Linked DNA regions of Mus musculus: all the other regions are linked to region 4. Evidence: chromatin contacts called from public promoter capture Hi-C data. All regions are on one chromosome and are shown on one strand. Each heading gives the region's core, a stretch centred on a gene start, on an enhancer-like site or on the middle of the called end of the contact. The rest is flanking DNA. Distances are from core to core; before and after follow the strand shown. Region 1 holds the start of Rexo1 (REX1, RNA exonuclease 1). Region 2 overlaps Dot1l (DOT1-like, histone H3 methyltransferase (S. cerevisiae)). Region 3 holds the start of Mfsd12 (major facilitator superfamily domain containing 12). Region 4 holds the start of Slc39a3 (solute carrier family 39 (zinc transporter), member 3). Region 5 holds the start of Tbxa2r (thromboxane A2 receptor).

What was found. Promoter capture Hi-C pulls out the DNA fragments that hold promoters and counts their contacts.
Region 1: a promoter capture Hi-C map of pre-B cells shows a contact between it and region 4, with 6 times the contacts expected there. The contact joins the promoter of Rexo1 here to the promoter of Slc39a3 in region 4. A contact is called at or near these places in 2 of 39 promoter capture datasets (liver and pre-B cells) and 2 of 484 Hi-C or Micro-C datasets (both in embryonic stem cells).
Region 2: a contact with region 4 is called in a promoter capture Hi-C map of liver. The contact joins the enhancer-like site here to the promoter of Slc39a3 in region 4. A contact is called at or near these places in 18 of 39 promoter capture datasets (the 3T3-L1 cell line, the C10 cell line, cranial neural crest and 10 more), 1 of 484 Hi-C or Micro-C datasets (muscle stem cells), 4 of 115 datasets of contacts at active chromatin or transcription factors (bone marrow-derived macrophages, cardiomyocytes, embryonic hindbrain and 1 more) and 1 of 9 other capture datasets (adipose tissue).
Region 3: a promoter capture Hi-C map of liver shows a contact between it and region 4. The contact joins the promoter of Mfsd12 here to the promoter of Slc39a3 in region 4. A contact is called at or near these places in 9 of 39 promoter capture datasets (cranial neural crest, embryonic stem cells, fetal liver and 5 more), 1 of 484 Hi-C or Micro-C datasets (embryonic stem cells), 1 of 115 datasets of contacts at active chromatin or transcription factors (effector CD8 T cells) and 1 of 9 other capture datasets (pancreatic islet).
Region 5: a contact with region 4 is called in a promoter capture Hi-C map of liver. The contact joins the promoter of Tbxa2r here to the promoter of Slc39a3 in region 4. A contact is called at or near these places in 3 of 39 promoter capture datasets (liver, neutrophils and pre-B cells) and 1 of 9 other capture datasets (adipose tissue).

What each region holds. Positions count from the first base shown.
Region 1 is chr10:80,560,142-80,562,901 of GRCm38.p6, forward strand. Rexo1 (REX1, RNA exonuclease 1) reads right to left here and starts at 1,419. Exons shown (of 15, transcript NM_025852.3): 1 at 1,123-1,419. The coding sequence starts at 1,279.
Region 2 is chr10:80,765,241-80,767,952 of GRCm38.p6, forward strand. Dot1l (DOT1-like, histone H3 methyltransferase (S. cerevisiae)) reads left to right here. Exons shown (of 28, transcript NM_199322.2): 3 at 923-997. Among named protein-coding and RNA genes, the nearest start is that of Dot1l, 11 kb to the left of the region's middle. Within about 2 kb of position 1,456, at least 57 of the 459 cell types and tissues checked have an H3K27ac peak or open chromatin away from gene starts, as enhancers often do. A contact at or near this core is called in adipose tissue, embryonic stem cells, liver and 1 more, where this site is marked.
Region 3 is chr10:81,356,239-81,358,938 of GRCm38.p6, forward strand. It overlaps Mfsd12 (major facilitator superfamily domain containing 12), which reads left to right and starts at 1,253. Exons shown (of 10, transcript NM_028657.4): 1 at 1,253-1,648. The coding sequence starts at 1,360.
Region 4 is chr10:81,036,006-81,038,705 of GRCm38.p6, forward strand. It overlaps Slc39a3 (solute carrier family 39 (zinc transporter), member 3), which reads right to left and starts at 1,310. Exons shown (of 4, transcript NM_001358898.2): 1 at 1,199-1,310.
Region 5 is chr10:81,327,342-81,330,041 of GRCm38.p6, forward strand. It overlaps Tbxa2r (thromboxane A2 receptor), which reads left to right and starts at 1,362. Exons shown (of 3, transcript NM_001277265.1): 1 at 1,362-1,576.

The DNA of each region.
Region 1 (2,760 bases), core at 169-2,668, 480 kb before region 4:
TTCACCTGCCTCTACCTCCTAAATGCTGAAATTAAAGGCATGCACCACCATACCTGGGTGCCATGCCACTTTTTAAAGGTTTTTGTTTTTAATTTCATCCACATGAGAGTTTGCCTGGGTGATTGCATTTGCACCACACATGGCTGGTGCCTTGGAACTGGGTTTACAAACCAGCCATGTGGCTGCTGGTAACCCAATCCAGGGCCTCTGCAACAGTAGCAAGCGTGGCCCCCACCCCTCAGACAGGGACTCACTGGCTATGGATTTCTGGAACAAGGCTTCCTATATAGACCAGGCTGGACTCAAACTCAGAGGTCCACCCGGCAATGCCTCTAGAGAAACGGGACTAAAAGTGTGCACGCAGCAGGCCCAGCCCAAAACAGAAAGTGCTCTTAAATCGGAGCCATCTCTCTAGGCTCTCCAATGTCTTCTTTAAATGCAATTGGAATCCTAAGGGTCCGGTTAGGGCCATCCCAGAACCTAGGAGGTTGCAGCTTCAGGGTCCTGGGTCCAAAACTAGCCTGGCCTACAACAGTAAAAACAAACAAAAGACAAATAACAAAACCTTAATGTCTTTTCTCTAATACAATACTTCCTACACACTGCCTGATCCCTGAGGCCTTCTTCAAAATGTCATCACACTAATTGCGACATGCTCCCTGCCAAGCTCAAAGTCCACACCCGTTCAAGGCAAGGGGGTTTTCCGCTCGACAAACAGCAGGTGCCCCTATGGCCTTGTGCATCCAACTACTGGAGACAGTGGGGGGGGGGGGGGGACTCATCCCAGGAAACTGTCGCGTTCGTAAACAAGGTATGCCACAAGCGCACAGGGTGGCGTGCGTGGTGACGGGAGGGAATGATATATCGTTCGGAACAAGGTGGACAGAATAAGAACCGGAGGAGTTGCACCAAGTCCCCTAGCTTGGGGACGGGGATGCACGGTCTCTCGCTCCGTCGTGACCGTCTTTATGCTTTAATGACCAGAGAGGTCTAGACATTTGCACAGCATCGCGATGGCAGCTAGGAGAGGGACAGCAATCTGACAGTGCGCGGTCTGGCTGAGCAAGGGAAACATGTAGCACGGGCGGGCTGTGGGACCCAGGGCGGTCCTATGGGCTTTACCTGATGCAGGAGATGCTGCGCCGCCGCTACCGGGAGCGCCGGGACCCCGAGCTCCGCGGTGCCGGAAGTGGCAGTAGGGCCGCCGGCAAGGCCCCCCGGGAGCTCCCGCCCAGTATGGGCAGTCGATGGAGCGGAAGAAGCCGGTAGAACGTAGCATGGTCCGTTCCGCAGCGGGGCCCCGGCCCGGAGATACCCGGGACCCCGGGACCCCTCCTCACACTCGCCCCGGAGGCTTCCGCTCGCGCTTTTCGGACCCCGCCGACGCCGCCATCTTGCCCCGAGGCCCCCAGAGGCCCCCGGGACGCTGTCGCTAGGGACGCCGGGAAGGGCTGACTGAAGTGCGCCTGCTTACAATGTCGTCTCCCGCGGAACTGTAGCCGTCGGAAGACCCGAAGCTTAGGACAAGAGAAGCTTTAAAGAACGCGTGATTATATGCTTCTGGTCCTGAGAACCTTCCGGCACCGGACTTTCGCGGGTGCAGCTTCGCAATCTTGAGCCTCAAGCCCCTGAGAAGCCTGGGCTGTCCAGAGTGCGCCTGGCTGGAAATGCACCGCGAGTCTCCGCTGTAATCTTTGGCTATATAAGGCCGTCGTGCGCCCCCCGGAGGACGAGGAGAGCTTCACGGCCAGGGTTTTTGTTTGATTTAGGATTTACTTTCTAATTCTATGTATGTGCAACATGAGTGTTTCTGATTCTCGCTGAAGTCAGAAAAGGGCTTTGGATACCCAGAAATTGGAGCTACTCATGGTTATGAACGGTCATGTGAGTACTGGGAACCGAACCCAAGTCTCCAATTGCTGTAAGTGCTCTTCACCACTGAGCCAACTCTCTAGCCAGGGTCTTAATTGGCTGAGGTGCCTATCCTGAGAAACCTACCTAATTGATGCTCAAATAGTCACCTAACCACGAGGGGTATCAGTGGGGCATTTCTTTTTTCTTTTTGCCGTGCCTAGATACATACACTAGACAAGGGCACTCCAACTAAGCTACACTCTGGAAATATATTTGATTTTTTTTTTTTTGTTTTTTTGTTTTTTTGTTTTTGCTTTGTTCTGGGGTGTTTGGAGGGAGGCGACACTGTGCACCCGCATGCAGAGGTTAGAGGAGCATACAGCTTCCCACCCCTTTGTTTAGTCTTCCATTTTCTTTCCTTTAAGACAGGCTTCTTCACTGAAGTACTTCAGCTGGGCAGGCTGGCTAGCAAGCTCCCAGCATCTGCTTGCCTCCACCCCAAAGCCTAGGGTGGCACTCACCTGGTCATACCCAGCTTTAAATGGGTGCTGGGGATTAGAACTCAGGTCCTGAGACCTGTGCACAGCTTTCTAACCCACTGAGCCCTCTCCCCAACCGCTTTTCTGTTTTGCTTTTGATTGAGGTAAGGTCTCATGTAACACAGACTGGATGGACTTGCCCATTACACAGTGCTGGAGATGAAACGCAAAGCCTTGTGCTTGCTAGACAGTTACTCCAGTCACTGAGCAACATCCCCAGAACCCCTCTTTCTGTTTGTCTGGACAGGGTCTGGCACTGTAGCCTAGACTGATCTTGGACTTCTGACAGTTTTCCTAAATGCTAAGATTACAGGCCTGAGTCACCATGGCCGCCTGCTTTTTAAATTTTTAATCAATTTATTTGGTG
Region 2 (2,712 bases), core at 206-2,705, 270 kb before region 4:
ACCTGAGTACATCTCTGGAAGCCATGTGAATGAAGATGGAAGGAGGGGACTGGCTACAGATTTCCTTTGATCTCTTATGTGTGCTATGGTACACATGTCACCCCATCTTGTGCATCTACAAGTACATACATACCTAACCTAAGAAGGCCCACCCACACCCTTGCCAACTGTCTAAGCCTCCAGGAAGCTCTTTTGGTGGAAGAGTGTATCTGGCTGGAGTGGAACCCAGCAGAACTTGTGAGGCAGAGGCAGGAGCATCACTATAGTTTTGAGGCCAGCCTGGTTTGCCCCTTGGTATACATAGTGAGTTCAGGACAGTCAAGGCTGTGTAGAAAAATCCTGTCTGGGGGCGGGGTGGGGCGGGGTGTTATATCCCAAGCTGGTCCCTCCCCCAGAGTTTTTTTTTTTTTTTTTTTTAATTATGTTTGTGTGTGGTTGATTTGTCAGGTACACACATGCCACAGCATATGGTGGGGGCAGAGGGCAGCTTTGTGAAATTGCTTCTCCTCCTTGTGTAGGCTACAGGATTGAACTTGGGTTGTTGGTTCTGTGCCACAGTTGCTTTTACCCACTGAGCCATCTTGCCAGCTCCCTCCCCATCTTGGGGAAAGGTCCCATTATGTAGCCCAGACTGGCCTTGAATTAGAAATTTTTATGCCTCAGCCCCACCCAATGTGCTGGATTGGCTGGCTTGTACCACTGAGCCTGTCTAATATTTTGCTTTTTACCATAATATATGAATTTATTTCTTTTCCAAGTGCCAACACTGACCTTGGCCTCAAAATCTGTGATTTCTCAATAGCTCCTCATGAACTTGCACAGTAACATTCACACACACACACACACACACACACACACACACACACACACACTCCAGAGAGCGTCGTGCTGAGGCCAGCAACACCTCTGTGTTCCATTTCAGGTGGGTCTGCGAGGAAATCCCAGATCTCAAGCTGGCCATGGAGAACTATGTCCTGATCGACTACGACACCAAAAGGTGAGCAGGAAGGGATGGAGCAGGCTGTGGGCTGCACCTACCCCGCTGCCTACACCCTTGCTACGCTTCCTTCGGGAAGCTCTTTTGGTAGAAGAGTGTATCTGGCTGGAGGAGTGAGGCAATCACTGGGAACTCCTACACTGTACACATTGAATTGATATGTGGGAAATTACCAGGGCTGGTGAGAGAGCTACTGGCCGTTTTAACAGCAGGTCCTGCCAGCGCTATGTTGATGGGCCTCCACCTTGCCACCATAGGTGCTGGGTGAGGCCAATCCTTGCCCCCACCTAGGTAGGCCTTCTGTGCAGAGTGGGCGGAGAAGCAAAGGCATCCCTGGAATGCTGCCTGGAGCCAGGTTTGTTTTTCTTTGAGAAAGAATAGCCCAGGCTCTACCTCCTGCTCAGAGCCTGCCTAAAAAAGCTTTGCTTGACCTATGACCTGATTATTAGAAAGGATTCCTGCCAGCCTTAGTGACACTGGGACAGGACAGTCCTACAGTCCACTGGCTGGGCCCCTTGCCCTCTGACTAGCAACTGGGTGTAAGTGGACTCGAGCTCACTGCTGACCCAAGGCAGGAGCCTGTGTCCTTATAGAGTTGGAATTAACTTCAGCCCTCTATCTCACTTCCTCTGTGAAGCTCCTGGACCCCAGGAAACGACTTTTTTCATGTGAGGAACCCACCCAGAACCCTGCAGTGGGACCCTCCACCCCTCTGGTCGTCGAGTAGGCTTTCTTACCTTACCTGGTGTGACCTCAAACTCCTGGGGCTCGCATGACCCAAATTCCAAGTAGCTGGGACTGTAGTTGTGTGTGCCAACACCTCGCCCTGCTTTGGCTTTTCCCGGTTCAGGGATGCCATGCTCTGTTCTGTGGCTGCAGCTGTCCTGGGTTCCTTTTAAGAGAAAGAAAGGTGGGCTGGTGAGATGGCTCAGTGGGTAAGAGCACCCGACTGCTCTTCTGAAGGTCCGGAGTTCAAATCCCAGCAACCACATGGTGGCTCACAACCATCTGTAACAAGATCTGACACCCTCTTCTGGAGTGTCTGAAGACAGCTACAGTATACTTACATATAATAAATAAATAAATCTTTAAAAAAAAAAAAAAGAGAGAAAGAAAGGTGTAAGACACATGATTGGGGCCAGTCCAGGTTCATACTGTAACACACCAGAGTGCTGGGGCATCAAGTGGCATTGTGTGACTCCCTCACATGGGGAGGAAGCTGTCTGTGTGTCTTAGTGTTCCAGAGCATCCTGTCCCCAGCATTAGTCTCCTCCTGGGCATTTAGGGTATCCCTGAACATAGGGGGTGTGGAGTAGCACTCTCATCCCTAGAACTGTGCTTCTGCTACTTGGCGGTCAAAGTACACAGGGGTCTTCTCAAAGAAACCAAGAAATTAAGGGGTCCTGCCCCAGGCCTGTCCAAAAGCCAGATACCCCTGCACCTGGTCCTGGCTGATGGTGGCCTGGAGTCCAGAAATTGGCAGGGCCTCCACTGCCCAAGCAATCCAAGGCACTATGCCTGCTTGCCTCCTTTTTAAACGGCTCCATTTATTTTTACTTTGAGTGTGAACGTTTGCCCATTTGTTTGTCTCTACAACATATGCAGGCAGTACCCACAGGGGCCAGAAGAATCCCCTGGAGCTGAAGCTATAGCTGGTTGTGAGCCTCTTTGTGGGTGCTGGGAACAGAACCTGAATACTCTTGCAGAGGTAGCCA
Region 3 (2,700 bases), core at 3-2,502, 320 kb after region 4:
TGAATGCCCCGGAGGAAGATGTACAGTGATACAGACAGGTAACCCCACCATCAAGCGGCTATGACACAGGCCTGCCATTCAGTACTCAGGAGGTGGGGGCAGCAGAATCAGGAGTTCAAAGCCAGCCTCGTTTACAGAGCTGAGCTTGAGGTCAGTTGGGGGGAAAAAAGGAATAAAATGTCAGGAGGAGGGGATAGGAGGACACTTGTCTCATGTGTCTCATGATCTGGGCCTGGAATTGTGTGGGGGTGTTCGGCACCTGTGTCTCTGAGTCACCAGGCCAACAGAGGCCTGACTTCCCCTTTCTTTGAGTGTGTTCCACAAAACCACCCAGTAAGTAGGAGTGAAACACAGGCGTCTGCCACGTGGGGCTCCTGGCACTAGCAGCCCTCATTAAAGACTAGCCTGTATTTTGATGTTCTGCCCAGCTATTCTCTGTAATTAATAATTAATTAGCACTAATATGTCCTGTAAGTGCCTCACTATGTATGTCTGGAAGTTTATGGGATCACCCCGGTGTGTTCTCATTCTGGCCCCTTCTGCAGGGAGCACGCGCGGGAGTGAGCACCAGCCTCCAGCTGCAGGCTAGCTGGGGCCCAAGGCAGAGTGTGGGTGAGTGACAGACATCTGGGCGCCCTTCACTAAGCCAGGCCCGAAATCCCATCAATCCTCGAGGCTAAGGTTGGAGAATTGATAGTTCAAGGACGGCCTAGGTTGTAGAGGGACTTCAGGGCTAGCCTGGATAGCTAGTGGGACCCTGACTGAAAACAGAATATTAAAGGCGTGATTTGTGGATGCAACCCCGCACCCATGGAGTTCCAGAGGGAGGCAGAAGGATCAGAAGTCTAAGGTTATCCTCAGCTGCGTTCTGAGCTTGAGGGTGGCCTGGGCTACATGAGACCCTGTCTCAAAAGAAAAAGCTTTCAGGTTGTGAAAGGACAAATTCAGTGACTCCCAGCACTGTGGAGGTGGAGCCAGAACCATGGGGAGTTCGAAGTTGTCTTTTGCTAAGCAGAAATGTCAAAGCCTGCGCTACAAGATACCCTTTGTTACAAGAAGAAACAAAACTTTTTTCTTTAGTCAAACAAATTAAAACACGAAGAAAGTAAAATAGAAACGAACTGCTATGATAAAAGTCGGAGCCGCAGAGGGCGGCGTTAGGGCCGCGGGAGTGCGTCGGACAGAGGCCACGCCTCCTCTTGCTGATTGGGCGCCGGGCCGAGACGCGCGGCTCCGGTTGGCGAGCGTGGCCGTTGCTCCGAGGCTCCGCCCTGTTGAGGCGGCTCCCGGGAGCGGCGGCAGCGTAGCCGCGCGGGTAGCGCGGGGCGGCAGTGTGGGGCGGTGGGGTTTGCGGCCGCGATGTCGCCTCCGTCGGACGACGCAGGCCCGGGGCCGCCGCGGACGCTGTCCCTCGCCGCGCGGCTGAGCTTCGCGGTCGGCCACTTCCTCAACGACCTGTGCGCCGGCATGTGGTTCACCTACCTGCTACTATTCCTGCACTCCGTGCGCGGGTACAGCTCGCGGGGCGCGGGGCTGCTGCTGCTGCTGGGCCAAGTGGCCGACGGGCTCTGCACGCCGCTCGTGGGCTACGAGGCGGACCGCGCCTCCTGCGTGCGCTGTGGGCCCCGCAAGGCCTGGCACCTAGCGGGTGAGCCTTTCCCTGCCCTGACTGTCGTCCTGTGTCCGTCTTCCCCTCTAACCGTCGTCCTGTGTCCGTCTTCCCCTGTGGTTGTCATCCTGTGTCATTCCTCCCCTCTGAATGCCGCCCTGTGTCCGTCCTCTCCTGTGGTTGTCGCCCTGTGGAAGTCCTCCCCTCTGACTGTCATCCTGTGTCCCTCTTACCCTCTGCTCCCCAGTGTCTCATCTCCCCGTTTTTGTCACTCTTGTGTCTGTCTGTCCTCTCTCTCCCGCTATATCCTATCCTCTCCGCTGACTGCCATCCGTGGGCCAGTCCTGTTCCCTCTACCTTTTCAGGATTCTGTACCCTGTCTTTAGTCTTACAGCTCTGCCCCCCCCCCCCCAGTCCCCTTCCCTGACTATCATCCTGTGTCCTGTGTTCCTCCTGCTGCCCACCCACTTCATTCTGTTCGCCTGTGGCTCCTGTCTGGGGTGGCCCAGCATGTAGTCCCCAGCAGCTCTCTCATTTGGTGTAGACAGTTGGAGAGGTTGGCCCTGGGGTTGTAGCCCCTCCCTGGGGAATTCCTGGAAGGCTCCGTCCCTTTGCCTGGGGTAGGGGTTGCAGAACCAGCCCCGCCCCTAGATGACATTTTTTCAAGACAGCAGTGGCCCAGTGGCATCTGCCAGCCTAGGGGCTGGAATTTCTAGTTTCTCAGGATCCAGGAAGAATCCGGGCTTCAAGGCACAGCCTGCACACCTGTCACCATATTCAAAAGCTGAAGCAGGGGGATGACTGTTTCATTGAGTCTCCAAAAATGGAAAGAAATACTCAGAAGGGCTTATGTTTGCCAGGAGATACCAGGCCAGCCTGACTTTGCACAGGCCTGGGTCCCTTCACAGTGGGACAGACAGGAGATGTTCCCAGGCTGGCCTCCGAGTCAGATCCCTGGCCTTCTGGGTGCTGGGATTAACATCTTGCACCATTTTGAGTCTCATAGGAAACCCAGAACTAGACAGAACTCTCGGGTTAACTGAGGCCCAGAGAGACCAGTCCAAGCATCTGGAGATGACCAGCCTGACCCT
Region 4 (2,700 bases), core at 60-2,559:
AGTTTAGGCTCCTCACGTGTGCACATACACGGTCTGAAGGGATGTGACTATCATCTTAGTACACAGGAGGGTGAGGCGGGACAACGGCTACACATTTGAGACCAGCCTGGACAGTGAGGAAGACCCTACTTCAGAATAAAGTAATACAACAAAATTTAAAAAGAAAATACAGCCGGGCAGTGGTGGCGCACGCCTTTAGTCCCAGCACTTGGGAGGCAGAGGCAGGCAGATTACTGAGTTCGAGGCCAGCCTGGTCTACAAAGTGAGTTCCAGGACAGCCAGGTTTACAAAGAGAAACCCTGACTTGGAAAGAAATATAAATAAAGAAATGAAATAATAAGATAAGATAGTAGCAGCAGAGACACTCTCAGCAGTTGAGAGCACTGGCTGTTTTTGCAGATGACCAAGGTTCCATTCTAGCCTAGAAAGATCTATCTATTCCCCTCTTCTGGCCGCTTTGGGCACTGCACACATGTGCATAAACACAGACACATAAAATAAATTTGAAAAGTAAATTTTGTCGAAAAAAAAAAGAAGGAAAGTAAATTTTAAAAATGAAAATAGGCCGGGCAGTGGTGGCGCACGCCTTTAATCCCAGCACTTGGGAGGCAGAGGCAGGCGGATTTCTGAGTTCGAGGCCAGCCTGGTCTACAAAGTGAGTTCCAGGACAGCCAGGGCTATACAGAGAAACCCTGTCTCAAAAAACAAAAAAAACAAAAACAAAAACAAAAACAAAAAAAAAAATGAAAATAAAATACGAAAGAAAATTAGGATGAAATAAATAAGGTTAAAATTAAGTTAAACTTTAAAATTAAAATATTCTAGAGGAATATTATAAAGGACATAATTACTATAATTTTTTAAAAAATTAACAACAAAAATAACTCCCTTAAAGTCCTTCCCTCCACTGCTGTGAACACAAGGCAAAGTGCATACAACAGGCGCCCAATTGATGCTAGAAGACAGGGTCAGGTAGGGATACCTCGGGTGCTCTCAAAATCGGGCCAGTCGGGGCAGGGCTGGCGGGCGACAAGCTCAGTCTTTCCTTAATCACTTATTGTGCGCCTACTGTGTGCTCCACTCAGCCTCACACTGAAGCAAAGACTCTGTGAACAGGCAGGCACGGTCGGCCAGGGCCCTCGGCTCCGCCCTGCCCCAAGCCCGCCACGCCCAGGCCACGCCCTGACCCCTCTTGTACCTCTGACAGCTCCTCAGGCCTCCAGCCAGTGCCACCTGCCGCCAACTGCCCCGCGGTCCGGACCCCGCCGCAGCGGACCAGCCGAGACCCCCGGGGCTGCGAGCTGCTACCTACGCCCCGCCCACATCAGCGTCTATTGGACACTGTCAGTGCCACTCGACAGAACTCATAGTCCATTGGTCGATGCTGCTGCCAATCCTTCTGCAACGCCTACTGGCTCCGGAAAGCAGTTTTCTCCTTTCTAAACATGAGTGCAGCTACCAAATGATTCCGATAGAAAACACTACTTGGCAACATAGTTCCGGAAGTAGGGCCTCCATCCCGGAGCTGTCCAGGGTCGCGTGGTACTGAATGAGTGTGGCTGGAGGCTTGGCAGGAAGCGATTTCCTACAGCGAATGGAACATTCTTGAAGTCTTTCCTCGCGGCTTAAGAAGATACAGGCGTCCACCAAATATCTATTGATAGCCAGAATAAATTCAAGCTCAAGAGGTCTACTGTGCCCCTCAATCACTACAGTTACTAACAATGTAATCATTCTACCCATACCTGCAGCCTAGGAAATGTCTCCTGAAGTGACATGGCACCTGAGTAGAGCCTACAGATACTACACAGTATGCCTTATTTTTACATTCATTTGTTTGAGCTACGGTCTTGCTGAGCAGCCCAGGCTGGGTGGCATGCAGAAAGCTCAGAATCCTCCTGCATCAGCTTCCCGAGCGCTTGGATTGTAGGTGTGAGTCACCATACCTGGCCTCCTGCTATATCTAGAGCACCTCACACAATATGTATGCTGTGTAAACCGTGCTTTTACTGTGCTAGACAACAAAGATGACAAAGACGCTTCATTCACTGCAGATCAAAGCTTTACAGAACACTATAGTTTTACACATGGTGATGTATGTCTGTCATCCCAGCACACTCTGGAGGCTGAGGCAGAAGATCCATGTACTCTGTCTTCCAAGACTGGCCTACAGAATGAGACACTGTATCAAAAGAGCCATGCACAGCACACTAACACATGAGCCTACCCTGATGTATGTGACATGAGCTTCTCGTATTTTCACTTATTTATTTGGTTTTTGAGACAGGGTTTCTGGCTGACCTAGAAGTCACTCTGTAGACCAGGCTAGCCTCAAACTCAGAGATATGCCTGCCTCTGCCTCCCAGAGTGCTCAGAATAAAAAATATGCGCCACCATTGTCCATCTAAATAAGTAAATAACTTATTTTTTTAAAGATTTATTTGGTTTGATTTTATGTGTATGAATGCTTTGCCTGCATGTCTAAGTGCCATGTGTGTCTCTGGTGCCCAAAGAGGTCAGAGGAAAGTGTTGCATGACCTTGGGTCAGAGTCACAGGTGGTCCTGAGCTACAATGTGTGAAACAAACCTGCATTCTCTGTGAGAGCAGCCAGTCAGTCTTCTTAACTGATGAGCTGTGTTCAGTCCTCCTTTCTAATTGTTAAATAGTATTCTATTGTTTGGATTAACTAACTATAGATC
Region 5 (2,700 bases), core at 112-2,611, 290 kb after region 4:
GGGACAGAGGAAGAACATACAACCACCTCTCTGTTTCATCCACCCCAACCCATCCACATCAAGAGCAGCCTCAGATCCTCTTCCCACCACAGCTCCTCACCCTCACCACCAAACATTCCTGCCAGGACACCTAGGCAGGGTTTCTCTGTGTAGCCCTGGCTGTCCTGGAACTCACTCTGTAGACCAGGCTGGCCTCGAATTCAGAAATTCACCAGCCTCTGCCTCCCAAGTGCTGGGGTTAAAGGTGTGTGCCACCACGCCCGGCTTTTTTTTTTTTCTTTTAAGATTTATTTATTATTATAAATAAGTACACTGTAGCTGTCTTCAGACGCACCAGAAGAGGCCATCAGATCTCATTATGGGTGGTTATGAGCCACCATGTGGTTGCTGGGAATTGAACTCAGGACCTTCAGAAGAGCAGTCAGTGCTTTTACCGGCTGAGCCATCTCACCAGCCCCCGAAAAAACCCAATCTTCATACCCCTTACACCCACAGTATTGATACCTAGCCAAATGTTGAGAAGGTAAAGACATTTGTTTTGCCTCAGCAGCCTGAGATCAGAAACGTGGGATGATCTGTGTCCATTTCTGTCCCTAGCTTATGGGATGGATAGACAGGGCAGGCCCAGCTAGGAAATCAGAGGAACTACAAACTTCACGGGGGTAGAGGCCAGTCAGGGTCAGGACCTAGTGTTGGGATGGGTGGGAAGGCAGGAAGGGTGGGGGTGGTGCAGCAGGCAAGGGGCTTCCTGCTGCTGACAAGAGTCTGGCTGACCCTGGGCAGACTATGGAACTGGGAGGTTGAGGTCACAGCCAGGCCAGGCATCTCAATCCCCACCAGGACCTGTCAGGGCCAAAGAGACCCAAGGTCACCTCCTCCACGCAGGCCCCCCTCCTCCAGCTACTAGGCACAGGACTAACACCCCTGCCTGGCTCAGTCATCCTGGGCAACTGTCAGGGCTTCAGGCAGTGAGTCTGCAGGGGAGGGTTCCCCAAGACTGCTCCATCTCTAGAGGACAGCCTGGTCTCCGACCTTACACCTCCCCTACCCCAGCCCTCTCCTTCCCCTCCAGCTCTTGGTCCCTGCAGTCAGGCTGGAGCTGGCCTTGCTGACCCAATATCCCTGGAAGGCTCCTGGACAGCCTTGGCGAAGGTTAGTTGCTGCTGTGTCAGGACCAGCCCCATTTGGCCTCCCAGCTCTTCCCACATGGCCTCCCTCTGGGTCCCTGACCTTTCAACAACTGATGTCTCTCTCTACTCTGTCACCCTTGTGCCCTGCTTGGTTCCCACCCTAGCGGCTGAGAGGCGAGGCCAGCGCCAGCGCAGGGGGTGGGGCTGACGAGAGTCGGCAGAAAGACAGATGGAGACAGGGCGGGACGGGAAACAGCCTCACAGTCCCATCCCTCCAGCCCTGGACGCCTGAGGGTCTCCAGTGCTCCCCTGTACCCACGGCCCCAGGGCTTCTGTTGGGGCCTCCCCTCAACCAACGTGACTTGGTTTCCCCAGGGAACTCCCCTACCTGCTCTCTCTGCCTGGCCTGGAACACCACAGAGGACACCTAGGTACAAACAGCACAGGTGAGTCCCTTGCCTCCCTACTGTGACTATACCACTGTACCCAGGTAAGCCTCTGCATAGATCCTGGGGAACCCAGATCCACTAACAACCCTGCTGTGGCCTGCCTACAGGGGGGAATGATAGCAACCAGGTGCCAAAGTTCCCTGAAGGGGATCCTGTGGTGTGACATTTACTCCGGTGGTCTAGCCTGGGCAAGTGCAGTTTCCCTGGTGGTACGTGGGTACACTGGTTTCCTGTGTCTGGGTGAGGCCAGTCCAAGATGCTGTGGCAGTGATGAAGTTGGGGGTGGGATGGAATGGAGCTGGGAGCTACAGTGTGTGGCTTGGAGCTGGGCATGGTGATTGTACTCACATAGGCTCAGCTCAGAACCTGGGTCACATCTCGATGGCACATGTCCTACCCAGAGAGGGGCATCCATCCAACATGCCAGAAAACAGGCCTCGGGGCCCCTCCCCCAGCCCACTGCCACAGGATGACACCTGCACCCTGGAACTGTGGCACAAACAGGAAGCAGGCAGTGGGGGGAACAGCATGCGGTGAAGGTGAACCTGAGTCTGTGGGGTTGTGGGCATGCACACTGGGTATTTGGGGTGCTGGCAGAACAGCCCACTGGGCACAGCTGCGGCCAAGGCTCAGCCTCAGGAGCTCATAAGCAGAAAGTCACCAGGGAAGGCAAATTCGTTACACGGGGAAAACTGAGGCTGTGTAGCGTGGCTATGGGTGATGGAGGTGTGGGGAGCCCAGGCTGCTCTGAGGCCTGGTGGGGGAGGCTTGTTGCAGATGGAGGAGTTGGGAGAAGGAGGAGGGGCCTAGCCTGCAGAGCCCAGCCACACACCACATTCCACCAAGGCTGGAACTCAGCCACCCAGCCTGGGCCTCAAGGAATGAGCTCTAGCGTCCCAGGGCACACATATACAAGGATGAGGCCCCATCCTAGACAGAATACCACTGCCTTCCACCCCCAACGGTGGGAACATGGCTCAGGAACGCAGGACCATCCCACATCCCAGGGACTCAGGGTGGGAGGGTTCCAGAATCCTTCTGCTTCCTGGTGTCCAAAGCTGGGGTGTGGTGGCCTGTGCCTGTCACCCCAACAGAAGCTGGAGGCAGATGGAGCTCAGTGA